Regions from separate parts of the Sus scrofa genome. Here region 1 is linked to region 2. The links are chromatin contacts, called in public Hi-C maps. All regions are on one chromosome and are shown on one strand. Each heading gives the region's core, a stretch centred on a gene start, on an enhancer-like site or on the middle of the called end of the contact. The rest is flanking DNA. Distances are from core to core; before and after follow the strand shown. Region 1 overlaps MORC4 (MORC family CW-type zinc finger protein 4). Region 2 holds the start of RIPPLY1 (protein ripply1).

The links. Hi-C and Micro-C count contacts between places; a contact is called where the count stands out from the background.
Region 1: a Hi-C map of fetal liver shows a contact between it and region 2, with 2.5 times the contacts expected there. The contact joins the enhancer-like site here to the promoter of RIPPLY1 in region 2. A contact is called at or near these places in 1 of 5 promoter capture datasets (liver), 16 of 47 Hi-C or Micro-C datasets (alveolar macrophages, brain, embryonic fibroblasts and 6 more) and 1 of 2 datasets of contacts at active chromatin or transcription factors (skeletal muscle).

Annotation. Positions count from the first base shown.
Region 1 is chrX:87,380,967-87,387,660 of Sscrofa11.1, reverse strand. It overlaps MORC4 (MORC family CW-type zinc finger protein 4), which reads left to right. Exons shown (of 15, transcript XM_021079789.1): 10 at 847-915; 11 at 1,597-1,648; 12 at 3,059-3,234. Among named protein-coding and RNA genes, the nearest start is that of CLDN2, 31 kb to the right of the region's middle. Within about 2 kb of position 3,115, at least 1 of the 83 cell types and tissues checked has an H3K27ac peak or open chromatin away from gene starts, as enhancers often do. A contact at or near this core is called in fetal liver, where this site is marked.
Region 2 is chrX:87,317,854-87,324,463 of Sscrofa11.1, reverse strand. RIPPLY1 (protein ripply1) reads left to right here and starts at 4,884. Exons shown (of 4, transcript XM_013986325.2): 1 at 4,884-5,985. The coding sequence starts at 5,834.

The sequences.
Region 1 (6,694 bases), core at 1,866-4,365, 65 kb before region 2:
TGGAATCTTCTTTTTCTCCTCTTCGCTAGTCTCTGTTCCTTTTACAACGTCAGCTCCTAGTCTCTTCTTGCTGCTCTCTGTCATAGCCTCTGATTTTCTTCTTCAGATGTCATCACAGAGTTTAGGGATTCTCCTGCTTCTAGACTGCACCTTGGGAGTACTTTCTTACTAAACAAGACACGAAAGACCTAGATTCTAGTAAACAAGACACAAAAGACCTAGATTCTAGTCTCAGCAATATTCTCTTTGTATGGAACCTCAGCAAGACTCTCTCTCTCTCTCTTTTTTTTTTTAATTTTTCATTTCAGGGCTGTACCTGCTGCATATGGAAGTTCCCAGGCTGGAGGTCGAATCAGAGCTGCAGCTGCCAGCCTGCACCACAGCCACAGCAACACAGGATCCAAGCCACATCTGTGACCTACACTGCAGCTCAAGGCAACACCTGATCCTTAACCCACTGAGCAAGGCCAGGGATGGAACCTGTATCCTCCTGGATACCAGTTAGGTTCTTAACCCACTGCGCCATAACAGGAACTCCCAAGGAAGTCTCTCTTGTGCTTGAACGTCACTGTGTAAAAATAGAGATATAAATTTGGTAGCTGTCAAGTTCTTTGGATGTCTTGGGAGAAGAGTGACATATGCACCCAAAATAATGGCACGATATGCCTTGGGAAAAGAATTGCTACATGTTAACCTGCACACAGGTTTGGCAATGTGGGTGGCATCTGATCTCTGTAATGCTAGAGGATGGTTAACCTGCCTTGTCATAGTTGTGAGGAAAGTGAAGGGTAAAAGCGAAGGGCACGTTTTGTTTCTGAAAGACGATTTTTCTTCTCTGTGCTGCAGGAGGTGCTCTGTTCCAGAGGAACAAGAACTCATTGATGAAGACCTCTACTTGAGCAAAGCTAAGAAACAGTTGAGTATACCCAAAGTGGTGTTCTATATCAAAGAGCAGAGGAGCCTGATCCTAATAGCACAGGGGAATTTTGAGAAGAGAGACTTTTGGGGGGGGGGCTTGTTTTTAATGATGTATCTACTTACTTTTCTGATCTTCCAATTCTTTATTCTTCCTAAGCATTTCCCAAATGTCTCAACTAGTGATTGCTTTTAGACTGCCTCCCTCTTCCCCTCCACTTCTTCTTCTTCTTCTTCTTTTTTGGCTTTTCTAGGGCCGCACCCACGGCATATGGAAGTTCCTGGGCCAGGGGTCTAATTGGAGTTGTAGCCACCAGCCTACACCACAGCCACAGCAACACAGGATCTGAGCCACGTCTGCAACCTACACCACAACTCTCGGCAACGCTGGATCCTTAACCCACCGAGCAAGGCCAGGGATCGAACCCGCAACCTCATGGTTCCTAGTCAGATTCATTAACTACTGAGCCACAAGGGGTACGCCCCTCTCCACTTCTTTTGATAGGGCATTTGAAATCCCTCTTCAGTGGTAGAGTTCAGGAAGGAACCCTTAGTTACTCAATGAGATTCATACTATTTCTGGTTTAGAAGGAACATTATAACCTAAATCTGCAATTGGTGATCCGTTTCAAACTGAGAAATTTTACGAGTGACCTAAATAGCACTTTTGTCTTCTCCTAGAGATCAAACTATTGAGAAGAAGAAGGTACCATTGGAAAATGAGAGCCACCAGGTGAGAGACAGTCCACGTGCTTCCTTTTCTCACACAAAATTTTCCCCAACAGAGGACATGGGTTGAAGGGAGCAGCACTCTTGAAAGCTGCATAGAAATAACAAACCATTTTTTCTGGTGGTCTTTTTTTTCATTGCATCTTTTGATTGCACTTTGATCTGCCATTACTGATGTTCAGATCCCCAAAAATAGAAGAGCCGAATCATATATTGCCCATATTTGGATTTAGTATTGATTCTGGAAAGTGTGAATGTCACATTGGGTGTCACGGAATATTCAGGGTTCTGGTCCGTCCTCACACAGGCTGCTCCCGTTGAGTGTCTGGTTTTCCTCAGTCTCCTTTCTTCCAGGATTCAGGGGTGATTCCTTTCTCCTTCCTCTTGGGAAGAAGGGGTGGTTCTTTGTGCCCCTCCCCCTTCCCTGCTTTCAGGCTGGCTGGCTTTATAAAGACTCTGCTGTTTTGAATTTTCAGGAGCACTGTCTCTCGGACATGGTTGCCCAGCTCCGGACGCTGAAGGGTGCAATAAGGTTGGCCGTCCTTTCAGGGACACTCCTTTCCTGACAGCCACCATAGCACCCATATATCTTCCCCACCCAACCTTGCCTTTCTGCATGATACTCCTCTTGACCCTCTTTCCCAGAGATATCTGCTAGTAGCATGTTAGATTCACCTTCCACCCACTCAGTCAGGGTAGGTGAGACTGGTGAGGATAGAGGCAATTAAATACTAATTCTTCTTCTGACACGCTACCAAGACCCAGGTGTATTAATAAACACGTTTCATACACTAATGTCTTAATAGTCTGATGTAGAGATTGGGAGATTTCCTGGGACTGCCCTGTCCTCATTCAGTTTACCTCCCCTTTATAAACTCCTTCACCTTCATCGTTCATGCTGTCTTCATAAGCTGGCTCTCCCACGAGATCCCAGATGCATGTCTCTGTGTGTGTGCAATATGAATATATGTTAGTCTCTCGCATGCATTTCTCCAAGACCAGCACAGACACTTGCTGCAATGCTTATTCCCTCCATCCCTGCCCTCATCACAGATCTCGGAGGAGTGAAAACCTAGCCTTAAACTGGGTCACAGGAGAGAATTAGACAGCGATTAGGGGGCCTGGGTTTGTGTTGTGGGTGGGATGATTCTAGGAGCCAATAAGTGAGTTGGGGAGGTCTGCTGGTGTCCAGCTGATAAGGCTATAACTGAACGTGCCTGGGGTCAGTGTTCTAGTGTACATTACTGTGCGCTGTTTCGCTGTTTGTTTTGTGTGGGAAACAGTTTCTTTTTTTTTTTTTTCTTTTTTTTTTTTTTTGGCCGAGTGTTCTTTCCTAGCATCAGAAGGATTGACTCATCCTTTGGTATTTAGTTTGAAATTGGGATTTTTATGAATTGTTTTCTTTCTTTGCTAGGTATTCACTAATCCAGTGAAGATCCCTTCTATTCAAGATATGGAGGACCTGAATAATAAGACAGCTGGATATGAGGGAATTGATAGCCCTAGCCAGCTTTCATCTGTTGGAGAAGAAAGCAGAACACCTTCTCTTCAACTTAAGCCTCTGGATTCCAGTGTTTTTCAGTTTTCCAGGTGGGTTAAAAAAAAAACACCACAGTATCTCTTCAAAATAAGCTTCAAGGTTCATTTTCGTGTAGAATAAATTGGTATGGTTATCATATTTATGTTTTTCCTAAGGTCTGGCATAGAATTCAGAAGGAGAAATACCATTTGGGGTTAATAGACTTGTGTGTTATGTATACGACCCATTTTTCGGCACTCTTAACTGTTCTGTCAAGTCTATTTTTCTATCTTTTTTTTTTTTTTTTGCTCTTTTGAGGTGATCGTTTGACAAATTCTCTTTTATGGATTATATATTGACATTATGCTGGGAATTGTATGAGTGAAATAATGGGCATGAAAAAGTCTTTGAAAAGCATAAGGTACTATACAAATGTAAGGTAATGTTACAGAGATAAACATTGTTTTTACCTGAAGTTTAGGAATATTGAAATCCCGCAGGGTCCCATTGACCTAGAACATGTTAGCCATATATAAAAATAAGTATTAGAAGTTTGCCATTAGGCAGGCCTTCTAGTTCCTTCTAGTTTATTTGAACCCTGGTTCACCTTTATCTAGGGTCAATTTTTAGTATAATTTTTAGTCTTGGGATTTGTTTTGTCTGTCTTCGGGTGCCTCATTAATATTATGTTGTTAGTCTTTACAATAGGAATTATCTTAAATATCAGGAATATTTGGAGCCCTAAAAGGTATGACTGTCCCTGTGCTCCCATGAATCAGTAACATTGGCGGAAGTAGGGACAGGAGTCATTTTTGCCCTATTATGTATTCCTGGACCTGCCAGAAGTGAGAAGCATAGTAGAGAAGAGAAAGCAAGTCACTATTCTTCTCACTTCTGGCAGGTCCAGGCCATAGGGAAGGTACAGACTTGCTCTGTAATAGTAGAAACTTCTACAGTCTTCAGGAATGTGACTGTTATATGGGGGTTGTGAACTTCTCATTAACCCTCTTCAGTTTGGATATCTTCTTAACATACTATAAGGAAAAAGCAAAGAAATATATAATACGGCAAAACTGACTCCTGTCCCTACCTCCACCAATGTTACTGATTCCTTTCCCTCTTTCTTGCTTCTTAGGTGGGTCTTTTTAGCTTCTCACGTAGGCAAGCATCTGTTTATGTGTGCAAGTGTCCTATTCAGTGATTCTTCCACAGTTAAGCCCTGTAGATATTGAAAGATCCCCATATACCCCTGAGCATGAACACAAAGTCTCAAGAGAAGTAAGCTATTAGGAGCAAACCTAATAAAACTCTAAAGGAAATTAAATGAGAATCTGTATGAAAGCATCAAGAATAGAGCCTTGAAAGAGAGTATGTACTCAGTAACTAATGGTTGAATCTGAGTTATATTGAAGGAACTCTTTCTAAGATAGAACTGTGTAGCAAGGGAGGAAGATTTAGCCTAGTTGGTCTCAGGGGTTTGAGTCTAATTCTACTGTTTCCATCCATAGTTTTCCAACTCCCATTGTAGGTTGGGAGGGGTATACAGTAAAGCGCTGTGGTTTTTTTTCAATTTTTTAAATTAAAGTATAGCTGATTTACACTGTTGTGCTAATTTCTGCTGTACAGCATAGTGACTGGGATATATATATATGTGTGTGTGTGTGTGTATATACACACATTTTTTCTCATACTATCTTCCATTATGGTCTATCCCAGGAGAATGACTATAGTTCCCTGTGCTGTTCAGTAGGACTTCATTGCTTATCCATTCTAAATGGAATAGTTGGCACCTACCAACCCCAAACTCCCTGTTCATCCCACTCCCTCGCACTGTTTTTTTTTTTTTGAAGCACATTATTACCTGTCTACCTTGACCTCCTTGATGTGATCGTGTATCAGAATTGCCACTGGAGTATCAAGGTGTATTGCTATCGAAGGTTGTCCTTTCCCTTCAGTGTTTTCTTTTTTGTACTGTCCAGTAACTTGAGGGAGATTACAGATGCTAACCTGTGTGTGTATTTTATGACTGCAGTATGTCAGTACATCCATTGGGTGGCATACTTCATCAGTCTTTATTAGGATTTCTGTATGAGTCTTTATGGAAGTGCCATATTCAGAGTTGGGTTTTGCCTTTAGAGGACAGGTAAAGTACTTTGACTATGTGTAATTTTAATTTGAGAATAATATTCTTTCAAGAGGTGTATGATGATTGATGCTACTAATGTCATATGTTCTATGTGAGGTCAGTAAATGATTATGTCATTTCCAGCTTTATTTATAGGGAAATTCAGATTGATTGGAAATAGTCTACCTTCTTATAGAGGAAAATTTAGGTGCTCAAGAGTTTTAATAAAATATACAAGGTTTTCTGATAATACCATGTTAAGGAATTAATAGGTCTAGTCAGGATTTACAAAGGTCTCCTTCGTTATCAGAACCTGAAGCTGATAAGGGTCCTTGGGTTATGTAGTACAGCTCTTTAACTCTAGGTAAAAATAAAGCCTACACTATCCAAGAGTGTTTTAAAAATGTCTAGTGGGCATTCCCGTCGTGACACAGTGGAAACAAATCTGACTAGGAACCATGAGGTTGTGGGTTTGATCCCTGGCCTCGCTCAGTGGGTTAAGGATCTGGCATTGCCATGAGCTGTGGTGTAGGTCACAGACATAGCTCGGATCCTGCATTGCTATGGCTGTGGTGTAGGCCGGCGGCTACAGCTCCGATTAGACCCCTAGCCTGGGAACCTCCATATGCTGTGGGTGCGGCCTTCAAAAAGACAAAAAAAAAAGTAAAACTTAAAAAAATTAAAAAATAAAAATGTCTAGTAGAGTAGGTTATAAGACCTAGAAGGGGTTCCAAAGATGTCATTGGAAATAGCTTTCTGAGTCTCACAATTCTAGCAAGGGGAGGGGAAGACCGCCAATAAAGAGTACGTTCATCTTTTACGGGAAGACAGCATATTTCAGGAATATGCTGGAAAGAAATATGTTCACTCATTCTATGTATATTTAAGTGCTTACTGTATGAAAGCAGTGTTCTGAGGCAGTGATGAAATCAAAGATGAAGGAGCATATGTACCCCTAACTCCATAAAGTTATACATATAAGCATACAGACAAAGGTGAGAATTAGTGGCTATAATTTATTTAGATATTTTGAGAACTTTTGCATAAACTATATAGTTTTATATATAGTTATATATGTAAGTTATATACTGTAACTTTTGAGTAAGACTAATTAGTTCATGTTTTAAAAGGATAGCCAAAAAAAATCCAAAGTACACTGTAATGATGGAAGGAGAAGAGGGAAGACATTCTAATATATATTTAAAGGAATATTTGAAACACCAAACACAAGGTAGAAATAGAAAAACAATTTTGCAAATGAATAAGATTGATTCAGGGGTGGCCAGTATTAACATTTTAAAATATGATCTTTGAGAAAGACTCCAGAATGGCAAAATGAGAGTGTGATGAATTCTCTCACCAACAAATAACTATTTAACTGGGAAAAAATTATTAAACGAAACAGT
Region 2 (6,610 bases), core at 3,635-6,134:
TGTGATTCCCTCTTCTATTTCCTATTCATTCATTTTGTTAAATGCTGGCCGCAGCCCACTAGATTGATTTTAAGCTCTGCCACTCACTGTGACCCATCGTGTTCTCTGTGATAAGCCCTATACAAGGTGGGATTGCGGGTGGGCTTCAGAAGCCCACAACTCTGAAAAGATGACATGTGAAAGACATGGCCTATTAACAGAGTAGGGGTCCCTACAGGGGAGATGCAGGGGAGGGGGTGCAGAGGGCACTGGAGGTTGGAGAGGCAGGCTGGGCTTAGGCAGCAAAGGGCTTCGAGGGCCACACAAAAGAGATTGGCTATTTCCCCTGGGCAATTGGGAATCACTGGAAGTGTCTAAATAGAGGATACGCATCCTCAGTCTTGTGTTACTGGGGTGGCCGTGAGGAGGATGGATCGGAGAGGCCAGTTTAAGGATGGGGGCCGATATCTGGAAGCTGCATCAGGTATCCAGGTGAGATAGGACAGATGAGGCCATGACTGGAGAAGCAACCAGGATAGTGGGGAGCACAGGAGGCAAATGTGAGAAGCTGTGAAGACCACCATGAGTGGGGCTTGGTGGCTGAGGCTTTTAGCTTGAGCCACTGGGTCAATGTGACGCTCGTTACTGAGGCAGGTATAGAAGAAGTTTGTGGGGGGGACAAAACCAGTTCACTTTTGGAATGAGTTGAAAACACCAATCAGGAGAATTTCAGATGGGAAACATAATTCTCCATTTGTCATTCATTGAGTAAGCATTAATGGGACTCACCTAGATGCTAGCATCCACAATTGCCATCATCTCAAAAAAGGAGAGACTATTTTGCCACCAAAAAAGGGGGGGACATAAGATTAAAAAAAGGACAATCTTTTTTTTTTTTTTTTTTTTTTTGGTCTTTTTGCCATTTTTAGGGCTGCTCCCTCGGCATATGGAGGTTCCCAGGCTAGGGGTCTAATCGGAGCTGTAGCCGCCAGCCTACACCACAGTCACAGCAACGCGGGATGCAAGTCGTGTCGGAGACCTACACCACAGCTTACGGCAACGCCGGATCCTTCACCCACTGAGCAAGGCCAGGGATCGAAGCTGCAACCTCATGGTTCCTAGTTGGATTCGTTAACCACTGAGCCATGATAGGAACTCCAAGGACAAACTTTTATAAGTGAATACATTTAGATTATTTTTAAAAGCTCTACTTTTGATGATTTCCCCATTGAAAGCATGACTGTGTGCCCGCCTCCTTTGAGGATGGTAACTGAGATCCACAGATTCGAGGACGGAGCAGAGGAAGAGAGGGCAACAAAAGATACCGTGAGGGATGCTTCCAGAAATAGGAAGAAAACCAGGAGAGCATGACCGTGGAGGCCAAGAGAGGAAGGAGAGCTTCAGAAATGAAGGCTTGTACACCAGTGTCTTTTGCTACCCAGAGTTCAAAGAGATCATTGAACTTGGCAATTCAGAGGTCATTGGTGACTTCTGGTAGCGCCCTTTCACTAGCAGGGTAGGGACGGGGCCAAGTCACAGGAGGCTGAGGTACGAATGCAAAGTGGGGAAAAGTGTAGACTCGACTTTCAACACACCTGAGGGCCAAGGAGAGAAAAGAGAGAGAAAGAGATGAAGAGAAAGAGCCAGCAAGTTAGGGAAGCAGGAGAACACCGCCAGGGCGGGAGAGGCTTTGTTCTGGGCCCTTACAGAGACAGGCATTTTACAATCAGAAGGGAAAGACATGATACAAAGAAGCTTAAGTTTCCTGAGGAGAAGAGTCCTCGGGCCTGGAGGAAGGGCCCAGAGAAAGAGGGCGGATGAGGCCAAGGCCCAGGTGCACAGATTAGTCTTTAACTAACGAGAGGGGCACCTTGTCCCCTGAGAAGGGAGGGCTGAAGGGGAAGGAAATTGGAGAAGCAGGCCAGTTGGGTGGGGGTGGGCCAGGGCACTGAGGTAATTCACGCTTGAAAGCCTCTGTTTTCTCAGGGAAGTGGGAGGAGAAGTTGTTCCTTGAGGGGAGAGGGGGCAGGGCAGGAGGAACGCAGGCGCGGTAGGAGCTGAAGAAAGTTTGGAAGGTGGCCCAGGGCCATGTGGAGGCTGGAGCTGGGGAGGTGGCAAGGACACAGGCTCAAGGGTGGCAGAGGGGTAAGAGGCCCAGCTGAGGTTGTTCGAGTCTGTCTTCCTCTATGTAGGTCCTATCTCCCTCGCTAGGCCGTAAGCACCATGAGGCAGTGACTGCAGCCCCTTCCTCTTTCTAGTACATTTCCTTGCCTGGCAGTGCCCAGCAGTGTCTGGCCCAGAGAGGCCCCCCAGCCCTCACAGAATGCTCTGGCAAGGAAGTCACTGACACAACCCAGAAGCACTCTAGGGCTGTTAGGGGAAACAGAGGTAGGACCGTTAGAGCCCTGACAGGAAGTCCTTCATTTTGGTTCTTCCAGACCTTTGCTGCCACCTCATTCCTGTTCTGCGCTGACAGGAGAACAGCCAGGTGCTCACTTTTGCCGAGCAAACCTGGCAGGCTTTAAATCCTTCAGGCTAGGAGAGGCCCATGGGAAAGGCCCAACTGAGGGGCCCGTGGCTTCATCTCCTACAAGCTGAATGAGGCCGAGGCAATTCTTAGGAGGTAGTAAGACAGAGCAGTTAGGTAGGGGAGAAGAAAGATCCATGGAGACAGGCCTGGGCTCCCAGAGAGGAAGCTGGGAGCTGGTGTGAGAGGAACCTCAAGGCCTGCTGTTCCGGGAGGGAACGGGCTGGACAGCCTGGATTGTGAAAAACTGTGGCTGAGTGAACACAGGTTCGAGGTTGACCGAGCATGAGCTCTGGGCTCTGGAGGAATATCTACCTCTTCTCCCTGCTCTCCCCGCTTCTGCCTATGTTCTGAATTCGTGGCCAACCAGAGATCAAAAAGTTCCCAGGGTATGACAAGAAGTCTGCTTCTTCGTCCATCACATGCCACCTTCCAGCCCAGTCTCTTCCACCTGGTTCCCTCTCAGCCTTACCCCTCATTTGAGCCAGTGACACAGGACAAGCACACTCTCAACTTCTGCAGGTAAATTCAGCAAGAAGCCTCAGAGATGGATAGAAATTTGAGCTCCCTGGCAGGCCTCCTCCCCCATCCCACCCCCCCCACACACTTTCCCCCCACCCCCCACCCCAGACTTTCCTTTCCAGGATCCAGGCTGCACTTACACAATTCAGGGACAGAGAGCTTAGTCCAGTCCAAGGCTCCACTCATTTCACCACATATAATAAACCTCTGTTTATTGAGAGCCGGTATAGTGCCAGGCCTTTGGGTTAGGTGGTGGCTGGGCTGTGGCAAAGTTTTCCTTTGATCGAGCCAAAACGTGTCTCCCTGTAGATTCTACCCTGGGCTTCAGCCCTGCCCTTTGAAGTTACAGAGAACAAGTGTATAATCTCATTGCAGCTAATCCTCAGATATTTGAAAATGGCTGTCATTTCCCGAAGAGTTTTGTCTCCTCTGTGGATAAACCTTTCTTTCTTTTTATTTTTTAATGAGTCACAACTCTTTGTTTGTTACTCACATAATATCAGGGCTTGTGGAACTTGGTAGAAAAATTCAGAAAAGCCTGAAGAAGGAAGTAAAAACCTACCATAATCTTACTCCCAGAACCGACCACTATAACACACTCCTTTCTTCTTCTTTTTTTTTTTTTTTTTTTTTTGCTTTTTTAGGGCCACACTTGCAGCATATGGAAGTTCCCAGTCTAGGGGTCGAATCGGAGCTACAGCTGCCGGCCTACACCAGAGCCACAGCAATGCCAGATCCGAGCCGCATCTGTGACTTACACCACAGCTCACGGCAACGCCGGATCCTTAACCCACTGAGCGAGGCCAGGGATCGAACCTGCATCTCATGGATCCTAGTCGGGTTCATTAACTGCTGAGCCACGACGGGAACTCCACACACTCCTTTCTTCTAACCAGTCTTCCCCCCAATCCCGCCCCTGCACACTGTGTAACTCTAAGTTATATTGCACAGGCTTCTTTTTTTTTCACTTTTCAATATATTAACTTTCCCCCAATGTTTTACCCAGCCAATTTGAATATGAAATTGTATAACTGTTCAATGATTGCTTTAACCGGCTTTCTAAAGTGAGACATTTGGCTGGTTTCCAATTTTCCTTACTACAGAAAAACACAGTGGGGCTGGAATTTGAAGTAGGCTGGAGGGAGGGAGGGGGTAGGCGAACAGAGAAAAAAAAGAGCTCTTTAATCAAATTATTCATGCTATTTTATTTATGTATGTATGTATTTATTTATTTTTGCTTTTTAGGGCCACACCCTCAGCATATGGAAGTTCCCAGGCGAAGGGTCGAATCAGAGCTAGAGCTGCCGGCCTACACCACAGCCACAGCAATGTGGGATCCAAGCCACATCTGCAACCTACACCACAGCTCACAGCAATGCCAGATCCTTCACCCATCGAGCGAGGCCAGGGCTCGAACCCGCATCCTCATGGATCCTAGTCAGGTTCTGAACCTGCTGAGCTACAATGGAAAGTCCTATTCATATTATTTTAGCATCTGAATTTTTTTTAATTTTTACTTTTGTGTTGATAACATACTTCCCAGAACATGATGGCGAGTGCCTGCTTAGTACTCAGTTGCAAGGACTTACCCTAATTAATAGAACTGGTTTCCTATTATTGGACATTGAGGGGGTTTCTAATTTTTGACGATGACACATCTGCCTGTGATGCATCTGAGGAGCTAAATAAATCTGCGCCGGTGCTGGACAACTGAGGTCAGGAGGCATATTTTCGGGACCTCTAAAGCATAAGGAACCTGCCAGTAGCTGTAACTGGAAGCTTTCTGGCAAAGGCCCAGAAGACTGGCTGAGGTCAAGGACTGTGGCTGAGCCGCTGGGCTTGCCCCCAGGTCAGTACCCATTTACCCAGCCCACGTCACAGAGTGTCCAGGCTGATGGTGCCCTTGGGGACCACTGGGGTCACATCCTCCTCTCACACGTGAGGGACCCGAGGCCCCAGGGCCAGAGATGGCCCTTCGGCAGCTGCGCAGCTGGGCAGGGCTCTGCTTTCCCCCAGCACCCTGGCTCCCCGACTGGAAGCTGAGCTCTGAGATCTGGAATCTGACCTGGAAACCCTAGAAAAATGCTGCCTGCGCTCCTTTCCCGGACCACTTCCTGCTGAGGCTGGACAGGGGATTCCGGCACTTTTGCAAACAAACCAGTAAAGGCGAAGGCGTGGAAAGAAGACTTAAGGTTCATCCCCACCGACAGGCATCCGCGCCTGCGCCTGCTCCCCGCCCCCAGAATCCCACCCCCCCCCGGCCTTGGGTGATAAGTTTAAGGGCAGGACGCTATATCAGGTCCACCAGGGAAATCTATTTGGAGTGTGAGCTGAAATCACACGTGAGTCTCTCACTTGCCTTAGGAGCCGGCTCAGCTGTCTCTTGTCGCTGGGAACTGGCTCTGCTAAAGGCCCGTCCCCCCCCAGCCTCCTCTGCCTGAGCCCTCCCCCCCCTCCCCTCAAAGGCCTTGCTGCAGCCTGGGGAATTCGCACAAATGGTGTGCGATTTGCCCCTTTTGTGTTTTTCTTTCTGACTTGGAGGTAAAGAAAACCCTTCACCCCGCTCTGACTCTCTGTTTATTCAACTGGGAGAGATTTCACACCCAGGAACACCGCTCTCCCCGGCGTGAGCCTTTTTTCCTAAATCTTCGTCGTCGTCCCAGCTATTCCATCCCTGCAGGTCCCTGAATAATTTATGAGTCCACGCTGGCCTTATAAAAGGGTCTTGCAGAAAAGGCCAAAGGAGTTCAGGAGGTTCTGAGAAATAGGAGCCCCCACAGCCTGCCTGGCTGTGACAGCCAGAGGATGGACTCTGCCACTCAGGCTGCAGCCGCCCCCACCCCAGCCCTGACCCTGGCCCCAGCTCCAGCCCTAGTGCAGAGCCCCCCGGCACTCCCTGGCCCAGGAAGCCCATTGTCCCTTCTCTCCTCTGGACAAGAAATAGATGGAAGCAAACGGTAAGTGGAACTTGGCCTTGGGCAACTTGAACTCAGACTTAGTGTGGTTCCTGGGAGAGGAAGGGACATTAGATGTGCCTTGTTCTCTGCAAAGGCAAAAGGCGAAAGCCTCACAGCCCCCAGAGGGCTCCACATCTCGGGCTGCAATATCTCAAATGGCTTGTCACCTCACAAGTCGCTCTGGCTGGCAGGAGGGGACTCGGGGACGGGGGCACTGCCAAAGCCGAAAGCTGAACTGTCATGAAACCTGGGTCGAACATGACCTAGGCTGTAGAACGGGGAACATGGTCCAAAGTCCCAAGAAGCCTGTGATGGAGGGACAGTCTCTTTCTTGACCACATCACAAGATTTTCACTGCCTTTTTCTTTTTCCTACCTTCTAAAGTCTCGTGGGGAGGTGGTGGACCCAGACATTTTTTTTTTGGCCCCTTTCCCCAGCCCAGGAAGATGGTGGAACTGTGAGCTCTCCTGCCTGGAGGGGGAGGTAGGGGGCAAGATATTTTTTCCGCCCAACCCTCATTCATCCCTCTAACCATTTAACCTTCACCAAGCATTGAGGGAAGCACCTGCTGTGTACTGGGCCTTAGGCTAGTAGGTGTTGGGGATTCAGATACAGCAGGACAGAA